Regions from separate parts of the Drosophila melanogaster genome. Here region 2 is linked to region 1. The links are chromatin contacts, called in public Hi-C maps. All regions are on one chromosome and are shown on one strand. The core of a region is the stretch at or near the end of the contact, and the rest is flanking DNA. Distances in the headings are between cores, read along the strand shown. Region 1 holds the start of CG12535. Region 2 holds the start of Mnt (Mnt,).

Region 1 (7,336 bases), core at 2,336-4,835:
AAAGAAATTAGAAGCAAGTAAAAGCATGAGGAAAGGAGCGACGTCAAGTGACTAACGCGAATTAAATGATTGGCATGGATTCGTGAATCGGGTGAGGATGGACACACGCATCCTCATCTGGCGATAGTCGAACAGCCAAATGTTAAACATTTTCGCGCATAGTGAGATAATATAGTATATAGTGCGCAGTCTAACAGAATCTTGTTGCCATTTGGATTTTTTTCCATTTGCTGTTGCCTTAGAAAGCGCATCATCGGATCGAGAACATACATATGTACATACATATTTTTATAATTATATATATTAAAAAAAAAAAAAAAAAAAACGGAAGCAAAGATAGCGACAGCGCATCTGTTGTGTAAAATGATGATAGTTTCTATATGATCATAGTTTTCAGAGGTGAGAGTTCCCATTGAAATGAACCCATTTCACAGATTACAGCCAACACAACCTTGCTGATTACAATTGTTGGTACTCATCAAACATTTTTATTCGCCTTAAATTCCAATATGAATCAAGTTGTTCCACATGATTATGCAATTATTGAGCCTCATAATGGCTCGCTATATTGGTTACTTTGTGACTTCCTAGAATCCAGTTATTGAGTCAGAATTTCATAACAGTAGCAATCGCTGTTATGAACAACTTTGCACACACACACAAACATCAGCAGTGTGTCGCCCAAAGGGCAACATGTGAATGTAAATATTTAACCATAATTCATTCAGTTCAGTTTATTTCATTCATTTATTAGACAAATGCAATGCCAGTGACTTGGCAGCTTTTTGTGGGGGGATTCTCGATTCGTCTAAAGTCCCTCTAAATAAAAAAAAATCATAGCTAAACCTATCTTTGTGGCGATCAAATACAACTTATGCATATCAAATCGCCGGGTTCAAAGAGCTTTGCGAGGGGAACTGCTAGCTAATTGTGTGAGTTGCTTATTTTTTTTTTTCCCCCGGAATGCAGTGAGTAAACTGGTATACCCTTCCGCCTCGGCCCGTATTAGATACTAGATACTACACCACATACTCGTATTCACACCTCTCAACTTGTCGAGGGGGAATTATCGCAAAATGCCGGCAAGACAGGCGCCAGTTTTCATTATCTGGGAAAGTAGTTTCCACGAAACCCTTTCGCGGGTAAATCACCGCCAACTACAACTGCCGAAACGATCGCTCACGTTGATATGGGTTAAGTAATATTCTGTTTAACTGGATATATGCACATATGTACATACATTCATACATACATATGTAAATTGGGCGGCTAAGGTACATGTTTTAATCGTCGATATCGAGGACCAACTGTGGCAGTGCAATTAATATTGGCACGCCATAAAATACTCGTAAACAAAAGACCAAAGCAAAACAAATGAGTGGAGAACGGGGAGCCGGCAAAAGAAAAAAATCAACAAAAAAAAAAAAAAAACAAGTCAAATAAAATACAAACACATACCCGAATTTCCCTCACCATTTACGATCCCACATTACTCTTTCTTTTTTGCACATTTTTTCTTCTTTTTTTTTTGCACTCTTTTTGCGCTATTTTACTAGGCAATGTTTACTTTGTTTTCTGCTGTTCCGCTTTGTTTTGCCCCTCTTTTGTTGCAAAATGTTTACCGAAAACCTTGAAAATTGAAATTATGAACTTGACTTTGGTTGTATTTGTATTTGTAGCTAGCCCAAAGATAAAGGAGTTACAGCAAACAGCAGCGGAAAGCATCAGCAGTAAGTAAGTAAGTCAAATGCTGTTTGCCAAATTGTTTTTTCTTTTTTTTGTTTTTTTTTTTTCAAAAAAGTACGAAAGAATGAAAAAAAAAATAGGCAACTTTAAGGCAACAGAGAAGAACACCTGTGGGTTTTCTTCTGTGTTCTTGGAACACATCAAATGGGACACATTAAGGGGAAACAGGAAAACAGGAATGCTTTGAAGAACCTGCAAAGGACATAAGTTCGTAACAAAAATTATAGTCACCTATTAATAAAGTGAAATATGCGCATAGAAATAGATAACTAAGAAACTATATAATTAACTTAGAAAATATACAATATATTATGATTCTTTCCAATAGTGAGAAATTTGCCTTGTAATATTAATAAATTTCAAGTAATTTTTTTTTCGGTGCAAGGCTAAATTTAAATGCGATTTATGTATGCATTTATTCATTATATGCATTTGCATATATTGTAGTAAGCAAAACGGCCAAAGTTGCTCGTGCAAGTGCAATGGAAAATGCGATTATTGGGTGAAACTACTTGACTGGCGGCAACTCGCAGCTTATCGGCGTAACTGTAAACTGTATTATAACGATGGGCGGTGGGTGGGGGGGAGTGGGGAGTGGAGTGGGCGTGCTCACCAAATGAGAGAAAATGGCGCCAAGCCAAAGCTTCGTAAAAATGAAAGCCACGTGCATGGCTAATTAACAGATGTCCTCTCACTGCAGTCTTATCAACTGCACTGCAAGAAAACAAATCGAATTAGTGACTTAAATAAAATAAATTTCAGTATCTACATATGTACATACGTTCGTTTGTCTAGTTTTCTTTTCTGAGCTGAACTGCAATTTGTAGAAATTTTCGAGTTTTATCACTTTGATTCACATTTGAGCCATCTTGTTTTTTTTTTGCTTATTTTTCGCTTGGCGCCCCTCCATTGCCACGCCCACTGAGCAGCAGCGTTTCCCACATTTGAAATGCTGATGAAGCGACTAAAACAAAGGGAAAAGTGCAAGTAATGAGCGGCCAGTAAGGAGATACCCTAGCGTTATTTTGTTTATGTGTATGTACCATATATACATATATGTACATACACGTTTGCCGTATAAAAGTGGCAATTGCGACGGAAAAAATGTCTGGAAATTGATTAGGAAAATGAATTTATTACATCTCGTTGTTAAGAATGAACAGCAAATTTAAAAACCATTATCGATATCAAAAAATAATTGCTCTAAAACTGAACGAGTTTTGCACCACAAACCAAAATGCCCATTGTGCAAATGAAAATCAATGGGTGGCGAGAAAAACAAACAGAAATTTACGATAACTGCACCTCTTGTGTTGACATTTTACACTGAAGGAAAAACGGTGTGGGGGGGGGGGTGGTGTGGTGCTTGCAGCGTAGCTAATTTGCCAAATGCACAAGGAAAACAACAAATAGGAACCGGGAAAAAACAAAAAAACAAAACAAAAAACGACTGATAGAAGGTGACAAAGTGCAGGGCAAAGTAGAAGGCGAAATAAAATTACGGTGCAAATAGAAAATAGCTGCGCGATTGGGCAAAACCAACAACAACTGAATATAAACAAAGACGCAGACGAGACATAATAATAATAATAATAATAATAATAATAATAATAATAGTACACACTGCTGCGCCTGGACCAAGTCCATCAAAATAATGTGTGATCAAATGTCTGGGTGTCCCGATCATTTATCGAACGGCGAATACGAAAATAATAATAATAACAATTAACAATCGGGACAATTTGAGTGTAAATTCCACGAACTATTGCATTATTGATAACACATACATACATATGTACATTTATATAGTTTTTTTGGGCACGAGTTATGGGAAATTGGTAATTGCAGATATGAAAATCATTTATTTTTGGACACACTGCTTCCGAGCGTGAGATCACGAACTTGTTATCAGGTTTCAGTTTCAGTTTCAGTATACTGCCTTTGGAATGTATCAAATGTGTGTGTGTGCGTGTGTGTGTGTGTGTGTACTCAAGATAATACCAGGACTCAATCGAGCTACCAAAAATAGACTCTTATATTAGTAGTATAAACATTGTATAATTCTATTATGACTCCACTAGATACCATCCAGGTTATGCAACTTTCTCGCTAGATTTGTTATCTTATCTACGAACTATCGTACCCTAGTCCCATACATACATACATATTATTCCCGAATCCGGCGGCTTTAGAATGCTCAATGTTCGGTTGCAGCTAAAGCTATTGTCATATCCCACTTTTCGATCCCGGAACTGATGAACCCCAGACATAATCCCATTAACCATTAACCATTAACCATTAACCATAGCATCATAATCTTTGGCTCGACTGCTGGTGGGCCAAGGGCACAATTGTCGAGTGTGCAAATGATGTACGTATGTATGTACAATGTACAACGAACGACGACTAAAAAGCGTGCAAACATTTGCCTATATTGGCATTTTTATTTAAGAATGACTTTACGACTTATTTTCGCATGTTGCACAGCATGTAAAAAGACGCGCCAGGCATTTAATTTTTTAGAGAGCTTTTTACATACATACATACATGCATACATATGTATGAACAATGTATTTAGATGGAGCCTTCGTGCGCCGCGAAATATTAAATGAAATAAATTTTAACTGCAGTTGACAAAGTTCGGGGACGGATGTTGGACGGGCAATAAAGCGAGCAAAAAAAAAAAAACAAAAAACAAAAAAAAAACGACACAAAAACACAAAAAATAAACCAAAAGCAGTGTGTGCGAAATTTGAAATGAAAATAATTAAATCAGCGAAAAGCATGGGGAGAAATCTGAAATTCGAATGCACGATAATAGACTTCTATATAGTATGAGTAGCTATAGTAGCTATGGCTGAAGTATATGTATGCACATATGTATGTATGTACATACATATGTATGTCTGGTGTGCATTTGTCTGTGTAATTTATGTATGCTACTGATTATGACCGCCCCTACCGGCTAAATTTGCACTTAATGCCATTTGCCTTGTCTCTAAGTCCAATGCGAATGCGAAATTCATATTAATCGCTCTCGGAAATACAAAGTATGAATAATTGTTCGCATTTCGCATGCAATTTGTTGCCTTTCGAATGCTACCCTAATACGGAGTACTAACACTTAGTCCGATCTTAGTACTGCCACAGAATGTACATATGTATGTACAAATGTATGGTATGTATTTACATATGTACGTGGAAGCACCCCTTCAATCAATTCCAAGATCACGAACTTCATCCTTCCATGCCGACCGAGTTCATCTAATTGAGTCAGAATGCGATGCCACAAATGTCGCAAATGAATCAAGAGGATGGGGAAAATGGGGAGGCGATTTGGGCGTCAGACGAGCTAGGGTTTGTTGTCGACGCCACTTTTAATCAAAAATTAACGTAATAAATAATCATAAAGAATGCATAAATGTCAAATTATAAATTTGGACAAGTTTTACGACATCGCACCGATCCGTACCCGTATCTATATCTGTATCTGCATCTTTAGCCGGCTGTAACATAAATATTCGCACAGCCAAATGGGCGTGGCAATCGCGGAACAAAAAATCAATGGATCTCCGGCTGGCTCCATCTTCGCCCTCGCCCCATACCGAATTTTAGGCCGCCGCCGCAATAAAATTTGTCTGGGACTCTCGTCCATCCCTACCCCAACTTTTATTTGTTTCGTTTTTTTTTCTGTTTTTCTGTTTTCTGTTTTTTTTTTGTGAGTATTTCCATGGGCCCATTTCACGTTCACGACCGGGCCAACAGAAACGGAAAATACTTAATATCTAATAACCTAAACCATGGAGAACTTTCTCGTTTGCTGCCTTAATGGCTCCATAAATGCTGGCCATTTTCACATGTTAAACAACTCTCTAATTTCAAAAATAACTATATTTTTATTTGCAGGAGCTAGTGGATTTGTATGAACATCGCAATGATGAATGAATGATGTGAGTGATTGGGTAAGTACCATTTAAAACGTTTAGTTTTATGCATGCATATATTTTCGTGTAAATACGGTCTTAAAACTGAGAAACATTGTAAGATTCCACAGAAAAAAAAGAAAAAAACAATGAACAGAATGAATCCTTAATCTGTGAAAGAATGCCACGCGGTCTCGAAATGTGAGTGAATTTATGTAAATATGTGTATGTACATACGTAGTTGAGAGAATGAAATTTCAATTTCGTTTCTTGGCGTCATTACGAAAATCGCAATTGTGAAATTGCAAAGCTTCTTTTGCCGGCTGAGCTTTTTCTCATATTTAATTCCATTTCTCTGTGGCAAATTTGGCGAAGAGAAAAGAGAGAAAAACTTCGTTTACACTTTGAAATGAGAAAATACGAAATTTACTCTCTTTTTATTCTCGCTCTCTTTGCCCTCTTGAGCGCTTCTCTTTGAGCACTTTTGCTTTGTTGTTTGAGTGGGTTATGTTCTTGCTTGTTTAGAAACATTGTTGCTGCAACAATTTTATTTATTGCAACATGTTTAGGTACTAAATGAAATGAAAATGCAAAAAAATAAAAGATATCATGGAAATTCGATAAAATAAAAAAAAAAAAACAAATGACAAGAGACTGACACATTCACTTGAATCGCAATCCCAAAATTGCTGGCATTAAAACCCTTTTCTACACATTTAAACTGAATTAGCATATCGGTGGCATTCCAAAATGCAACCAATGAATAATCGCATTTGAACGCGCTCGAAATGTTATTTATGCGACCGATACGATGTGGTATGTGGCCATGTGATCGCCAATCCTGATTAAAATATGGGTTAAGCGAATCAAGCGAAGAATTCTTTAAGCGTAGATGATTTTTCCACAAGCGCATACATATTTACACAAGTGCAAATCTCGCCTTGGCATATTGCATGCGGATGATACCCGAAGTTGCCAATTACGTCACGAGCAATGCGCCAAGTGAGCGTAATAAAAATAGTCATTTCTGCATACCCTTGAATCAGCTCACCAAAAATGTTACCATTGTGTGTCATTTCTTTGGAAAGTTCAGTTCGAAAAGAATTCTTTGCATTGAAAAGAATTTAATTTATGCCAGAAAAAATTAAATCATACAAATATATGTGGGCTTTTGGCCCACTTTTATATGATTTTTGCGAGGGTATGAGAGTACGAGACTGAAAATGTAAAAAAAAAACTGAAGCCGGGTTGCATGGCCAGTTTTCTGTCTCTCTCTCTCTCTCTCTCTGTATCTCTCTCTCTCTCTCTCTCTCTCTGTTTCTGTTTTGCATGCGGTTGACAATTGAATTTTCCGATGAAAAGCTGAAAATGCAGCACGAGGTCAGTAATGGGAACGAAAACGAAAGACTTTGGCCACAAACTCGAATTCAGCGATGCGTTAAACTAGCAGCGCACGCCTCCTGCTATCTCTTTCGCACACCGAGTGCGACTCGACTTTATGAATGAAAACTGATGATGGCGCCAAAGAGAGCAAACAAATTGGAAAAATGCTGAAATTTGCTAGCCAGCTTAACCCTTTTGTGGCCCACACATGTGCATCGAATGATACGCTCGCTGATTTTCCGATCAATGCAATTGCATGCGACTAACTAATTTCTCAAACAAAT
Region 2 (7,336 bases), core at 3,482-5,981, 220 kb after region 1:
AAAAAAAAAAATTCTGGAAAATAAGGCTTCCAAAAGGCAACCAAACACCGGCAGTGTCATCCAAGAACTAAACTCGAATAGCAAGCCAAGGAGGAAGGACCTCCACTTGGAGCTGTTGGAGCATTGTGTGCAGAAAAGGTGCATCATAAATTCACACGGAACGTGTAAACAGCGACATTATTTAGCTAAGCTATTGTCTCATGTGGGCGGCTTTTCTTATGCATACTCGCACAGTGGGCTCAAAGAAAATCAACTTCATAATTTAAAAAAAAAATCTTAAGATGTATAATTGGTTGGTTAGAGTAACATACCTATTTATTAATCCCAATGATTGCCACATATTAACATATTACATATTTTTTTTATATTTTCCCGCTTTTAGCCCACTGTTTCGCCCACAGTATTGAAATTCGTGCAAATATTGCAAAATTTATGCCAGCTTCGAAATAAAAACAAGTGCCCGGCATTCCGGCTCGTTTTACGAGGCAAACAGCGTAACTTGCCCGATTTTATGTTGTTTTGTTAGCCAAGCAACAGGTTGCAGGTGGAAAATCGGCAGGTGAAACCAACCAACCACATGTATGTAGAGAAGTGCCTCCAATTTGCTGCCCAATGGAACCGCAGATAAACAAGGCAATAAGCGGACAACGGGCCGCATACGCAATTGCTGCCGTAGCTCTTCATTAGATTGGATTGTATTGGATTGGATTGGATTGGCCGGTTGTGAAAGAGGTCCTGACCCGGTCCTGGGCCTCATTACTTCAAATAGAGCGCTGACCAAACGATTTAATTATACCGCCGACGCCCGACAGTTGGCCGCCACTCAGGTGGAGACCGGGTTCGGTTATATTTCAAAACCTGACAACACACCGACCAGAGCGCTCAGTCGGCACGCATCCGCCGTGTGAGCCGCATCAGGATCAGCATTCCTTCGATAGCCTTCGAGCACAATTCGAGCACAAGAACTAACCAATATGACCAGAATGATAATACAAAACTCGGGCAGCTGGACACTTTGCGGAGCTGTACTCCTGTTCGTCCTGCCGCTGATACCCACGCCGGAGGCACTGCAGCACACCGAGGAGGGTCTCGAGATGCTTTTCCGCGAGCGGTGAGTTGTCAACTCCATTGACATCGAACCGTTCCGATGTCTATGTCTCCATCTTTTAGTTCCCAATCGGACTGGGAGAACGTGTGGCACCAGGAGACGCACTCCCGCTGCCGTGACAAGCTGGTCCGCCAGCTATATTGGGCCTGCGAGAAGGACATTTACCGACTGACACGGCGCAACAAAAAGAGGACGGGCAATGATGAGGCTTGGATCAAGAAGACAACCACGGAACGTAAGTTGTTGAATCGAAATCCATTCCAACCAAAGACGATTGGAATTTCAAGCGATGTACACATGTACATCTATGCTATAGATCCATTGATATCGATATGATACCACCTGCTGTCTTTCCAGCTGATGGCTCCACCTGGCTGCACGTGAACTATGCCAACATGTTTCTGCGAAGTCGTCGATCGGATGGAAACACTCCATCGATATCGAACGAATGCTGCACCAAGGCGGGCTGCACCTGGGAGGAATACGCCGAGTATTGTCCATCCAACAAGCGACGCAATCACTACTGATTGGCCATCGACGTTGGATCTGCTTAGATATATATATATATATACGAACAAACAAATATATATTCGCTTTTTTTTTCGTGGTTGTTGTTGTTGATGTTCTTGTTGTGGTCAAATAAAATAAACAAAAGGTTTCGGTTAAATAAAAAGAAACTTTACTGGCTTTAACTACAAATTTCGCATAATAAAAGCTAGATTTGCATGATATAACAAATTATATTAATCAATCAATGTTATACAAATTTAACAGTAAAATTGTCTTTGCAGATTAGAATAGTATAATTAAAAAAAAAAAAAAAATTTCACTTTATTCGACTTACAATGATCCTACTTTAAAATGCCCTAAATATGTCCTTAAAGTTATCTACAATACATTTTATACCTCTTCAATTTTGGGGGCAGTAACAATCCTGTAGTGCAATATCACCTAGTCAACAATATCGTCCTTTTCGTCCTTGTCGGTCACATCGATCTCCTTACGACTCTTTGCTGAACCCTCAGCCTTGCTGCAGTTGGGTGATTTTCGTGGCCTCTTCGAGGCCGAACCCTTTTCATAATGGGTGTCCAGCATCTCGAGCAGGCTCAACTGGCGGCCACCTGAACCCATTGATTTCGTGGCTGTACTGCTCGTTTTGGACGTTGTGCTGCTGTTGCTTATTTCTACGCTGCTTTTAGCCTCCAGACTAGCGGCCTCCATCATGGCATTGGCCTCCTCATCGTCCGACAGCATAAGAAGGGCCTGATCTTCCGAAGAATTTGAGTTATCTTGCGATAATTGCGCGGGCAATAGATCGGTACTTTGTTGCGTTATGGTGATTTGCGGTCGGGCGGGTTGCTTGTTGAGTTCTGGCGAGGATTTCGCTGATGTTTCTGATTTTCCTTCGCCTAATCCAGCTACTCTAGAGCTTCCAGCTTCGGCGGATGCTCCCTCTCCGGGCACATCTCTGACCTTCTTAAGTTCCTCTTTAATAAAATCATATAGCTTCTTTTTGGATGCCTTATTCTCACGCGGCTCCTTGGAGCTCTTCTCCTTAATAAGCCTACTGTACGACCTTAAAATACTCCAAAGCTGCTGCACCGTAGTCCCGTCATTTCGAAACAACAGCCACATTTCATGAAAATCATCCCTAAACTCCACATTTCCAAAGGTATAGTAGGCCAAAGGTCTGCCCAACTGGGCGCAGACCATAAGTTGCAGCAGGGCTTTCAGATAGGAGTCACCGCCGAATGCGCCGCAACCCCAGTTACCAGTTGCCACACCCGGTGGCGGCGTCACCATCCAGTGAACAAATCCAATGTACGCCTTGTTCAGCTCCCTTTCCATGAGATCCTCGCGATATTGATGATGTGACTGGGCAAAATGTAGGGCATCGATTGCCACAATGGCCGTTTGTCGACGACCTGAGCTATCTCTTGGCGTTGAATCCTCAAAGTTGCCGGACCACTCGAAGCTTCCGGCATATCCCGTATAGTTACTATACCTTTCGGCGCCCAACATCACCAGGGCCTCGAATGGTCGCAGACACTCCGTAAAGAGTTTACCCACCAATAGCTCCGGACAGATAACAAAGCGTATCTCCTCCTGAACGCAGCCATGTCCCAAGACACCGCCACCCAAATATTTGTTGGCAAAGTCTACTTGCAGCAGTCCAATGCCCTCATCCTCGATTGTTCCCTCGGCATCCACGTGCAATGGCACATCACCCAACGGCGCCGCACTTTGGCTCCAGTCGATCAGATGTTCCGGCAATCCGCTCCGACGAACAAAGGTTACCACACCGGTGGGCACATTGCTGGCATCCCGCTCTGTGGGACACACGCGACGAAAATAGTGCATAATGCATTTAAGCTTCTCCAGAACTGCCGGTCCCGTCGATTGGTAAAGCCTTTTGATGGAATCGAATATATTTAACATACTTCGACTGAAGATATACGAATCTGGTGGACGCTCACCTGTTAAAGTTGATGTCTGGAAAAGTGCTGTACTCGGACTTCCTCTTGAGGGTGTTTCTCCGGGGAAAGGTGCACAGGAAGGCATTGGCCAACAGGCAGGAGATCTGCTGTTGGCTCAGGCTCAATGAGGCGTTCTTGTGGTGCTTGAGCAGCGGAACTGGCGATTGAATCAAGTCCGGTAGCCGCAATGCCAATCGGATAATGCGCGGCAATAGATCCTCGAAGAAAACCCGTGTTTCGCTCTCGTCCAGTTCCTCGTCGAGAAGTTGATGAAGGGCACGAAAGTGCCACTGATCCCTATAGGTGGTATTATATGATATTATCGCCGCCTGCAGTTCCTCACACGTCTTTATGGGCTGCAGAAGGGCTCGTTCGATCATTTCCCAGCGAAAATCGATGGTGGTGCTGCCATCCGGATTCTCCCTCGGATATTTCGACTCGGGCGCACAGGGCAGACGCACATGCTCGGAGTCCCACTTTCCCGGTGATTTGTAGGGGCGTGGCGGTGTTTCACGAATTGGCAGCTGGTACATAACCCGGTGGAGATTGCCGGCAGTCACTGGTGGCAAATTCTCCAATTCGAAAGGCTGCCGATTACGATGTATAGCCTCCATGGAAACTCCACGCCACGAATCATCTAGGGAGTTCGCCAGATTTTCCGGCTCCTCCTCCGTTTCTATTTCGGAAATCCCGCCATCCGGCGACTTCGACATCCTGGCGCAGTTTAAGCACAAAGCCTTGCCGAGTCGATTGGTCAGCACGGATGCACTTGCTCTGCGGCGATTTGCCGTAGATTGGTAAACCTTTTGGAATATCGGAAAAATCAAGTGTGACCTGAATTCTTGCATACCGGTGTTTTGGGGATGAGCGATAGCTGTGATGAATATCGCACTTTATAAATACCACACACTTCGATTGAAGCGTAGTGAATTGAAGCGTTTATATATCGAAATATATTCAAATATATGTTGGTATTCGTTTGAGAATGAATCAATAACAAATTCAAAATTGCATTGCCTTGAATTCGGCGGGCGAAAGTGTGACCATTACATGTGGTATTTTACCTCTCATTGTCGCTAGTATTTAAATACCAGCACGAGAAATACCAACACTGTGTCCGTTGCAATGCGAATTGCAAATATAACCGCCGAAGGAACAACAACAAACAAAAAGAAAAAAAAAACAAATCTTCCAGCAATTTGTCAACTATTTTCTCTAATTTTTTTTTAAAGTGTAAAACTATCATAACGAGCGCCAAGTTTTACGTTAAGTGAAAGGATTTTTTCCTGTCCTTCGTGCGGTAAAAATAATAGTGCATATTACCAAGGAAAATCAAGTTAAAGGCGTCTGCGAAACTTTTATAAATGTATTTAATACTCAAAAAGGTAAGAAGCGGCGGAAAGTAATTGCTGTTTTATGTTTTTATAATCACGTTTGGCAAGAAAATGTTATTTCGTTGACGTCAGTGGTCAAATCAAATTTTTTCAGTTTTTAACCCTTAATGTGGCACTGTCACTCGCACCTATGTATATATTTATGTGATTGTGGTATTTTGCTCAAGCTTACGTGTTGAAAAGAGGAAGAGAAACCGCTGCATACACGTGCAAAGACTCTGAGAATGGACACAAGAGAGCGAGAGAGGGAGAGAGAGAGAGCGCAGTTGTTTGTTTTGAAAGCGTCGCAAAAACAATACAAAAAAGGTCATACATAATTTGCACACACACTTGCATCTGAGGAAAACGCAAAAGCAAATTCACAGCTAGCTAAAAACCAAAATAAATATAATTTATGAAATGTACTTTTGCTAAAGTTCAACACACCTTTATCTCTCCGCGAAATTTGTTTGCACCATCTCTTTCTCTCCTTTTTGCGTAAACAAACGAAAAAGCTTTGCAAGGAGAAGCAAAAAAAAAAAACACAAAAACAAAAATCGAATTATCAGTAGAATTCTACAAAGAAGAGGCGTTTCTCTTCATCGCTCTTCGTACCTGAGCGTAGCCTTCAAATTTGCTTAGATTTCGCCTTGACCATAACCTAGAAATACTCGAAAAAAGTACTGTCAACTCTCAATAAGTTAAACGATCGATTTTCACATAAAGAGATAGAGAGAGAAAGAGACCAGATATTAAGTGAAATTTATTTTACTAAATAAATTTTCAGAAAAAGGTGTAAATCCCGAGCATTTAGATTTCGTTGATGAACTTTAACGCAATGGGAGTCTGCACTGTACATGTAGAGCTTTCTCTTTTCTCATTTGCGTCAGCGAAAATACTAGGAATAATCGGGGGTGGCGTTTCGGGGGTTGGCAAAAAAAACAAGCAACAACAAAAATGCATAGAGCCGAATAATCGCTTGGAAAAAGCGAGCGACGAAAACGCGATGTTAGTAAACTTTTCAAGGTCACCTCAAAAGCATGAACTTATACTAATCAACAGCTGAAAGAAGCAGAAGACTGCACTTCCATGAGTCAGTTTCAGAAATTAAACAAAACGAGGGAACCAAACCAATTTGAAAATTCAATTTACATATTTGTGGAAATTTCTGTTCTTTATTAATTAATATACAGATTTTAAAGAAATAATTCATTTTTGTATCCGAATTCTGATGCACTTCACACATAATTAAAGCAATGTTACCATAAATTATATGGTAGGCAGATTGTATTGTATGAAGAATAAAGTATGGAATAAGCATAAAATATAATAATATATGTATGTATAGAATAACATCAATGAGTTCTTTTTACGAGTGATCACTGTACACATATTTATGTGCGAAAGTCGAATTATATCATGTGATCCCGAATTGTTTGAAATGTTTGGGCTTAAAAGATCGAATAAAAACATCTGCAAATGGATCTAGAAGTTATTTATTTTGTTAAACGCCTTAATCTATAAGTATATTTATTCGCATTGACTTGCTTTTGATTGGGGGAGGCTTCAGTTGTATGCAATAAAAAACAAAACTGAAATGATAAATACAATTGCGTTTGCTTGTTTGTGTTTCGACTTTTTTCTTGGGTTTTGTCAACGCGACTTGGCTCACGTTGGCAAAACAAAGTGCAAAATGATGAACGAGAGGAGGAAGATAGAGTGGAGAAAACCTTGCAGTTACAGGCTGCACTGGCTATGTGCAACTATATATGAATGTATATATGTATCTATCCTCCACTGCATCCAAGCACTCCTAGCTAACTTATAAAGCCAGAAATAATTGTCAAAAAATCCTACAACTGTTTTTAAGTTTTTATTGCAATTGTGCAATGCAGTGCTGTTCACACAAGTGCAAGCATGCAGAGAGAGAGAGAGAAACGTAAATAGTTGACTAGAAAGAGAGGGCTGGCCACACGTGTTGCTAAGGAGGGTCGCTCAACTTTATCGCCCAGCCACCGGGATCCCTTCGCGTACCCAGCAAACCCACAATTTATTTCTTTTTTTTTTGCCAGTAAATATTCGCACACTCTCAAACAAACAAAATAAGAACAACAACAGAGTGCAAAAAAATAAAATTCGCATGCGCTGATGACCTTGAGAGTTCTGCGAGTATAAGACGGAAAAAGCGAAACTGAGACGCCTGCAATGCGAAATGGGGAAGAAAAAATATACAACAAATATCACAAAGAAGAGCAAATTTTCTTTTCAACAAAAAAACAAATAGAGTTTGCGAATTCGCTTGTTAATGGGAAGAATTCTTAAACGAATAAGACGCCTTTGATTTTTGGTATCTGAAATTATGTATTAATAGCAAGTAT

The links. Hi-C and Micro-C count contacts between places; a contact is called where the count stands out from the background.
Region 2: a contact with region 1 is called in a Hi-C map of the Kc167 cell line, with 3 times the contacts expected there. The contact joins the promoter of Mnt here to the promoter of CG12535 in region 1. A contact is called at or near these places in 2 of 107 Hi-C or Micro-C datasets (the Kc167 cell line and the ML-DmBG3-c2 cell line) and 2 of 6 datasets of contacts at active chromatin or transcription factors (both in the Kc167 cell line).

What each region holds. Positions count from the first base shown.
Region 1 is chrX:3,445,358-3,452,693 of dm6, forward strand. CG12535 reads right to left here and starts at 3,586. Exons shown (of 4, transcript NM_001297909.1): 1 at 3,538-3,586. It overlaps lncRNA:CR44999 (long non-coding RNA:CR44999), which reads left to right. Exons shown (of 4, transcript NR_123782.1): 3 at 5,653-5,708.
Region 2 is chrX:3,667,070-3,674,405 of dm6, forward strand. Mnt (Mnt,) reads left to right here and starts at 4,732. Exons shown (of 9, transcript NM_001169180.1): 1 at 4,732-4,970. It overlaps Parg (Poly(ADP-ribose) glycohydrolase), which reads right to left and starts at 4,433. Exons shown (of 2, transcript NM_057973.4): 1 at 3,586-4,433; 2 at 1,768-3,518. The coding sequence starts at 4,298. The coding sequence ends at 2,060. Ilp7 (Insulin-like peptide 7) reads left to right here and starts at 552. Exons shown (of 3, transcript NM_130714.2): 1 at 552-1,111; 2 at 1,171-1,343; 3 at 1,466-1,776. The coding sequence starts at 975. The coding sequence ends at 1,635.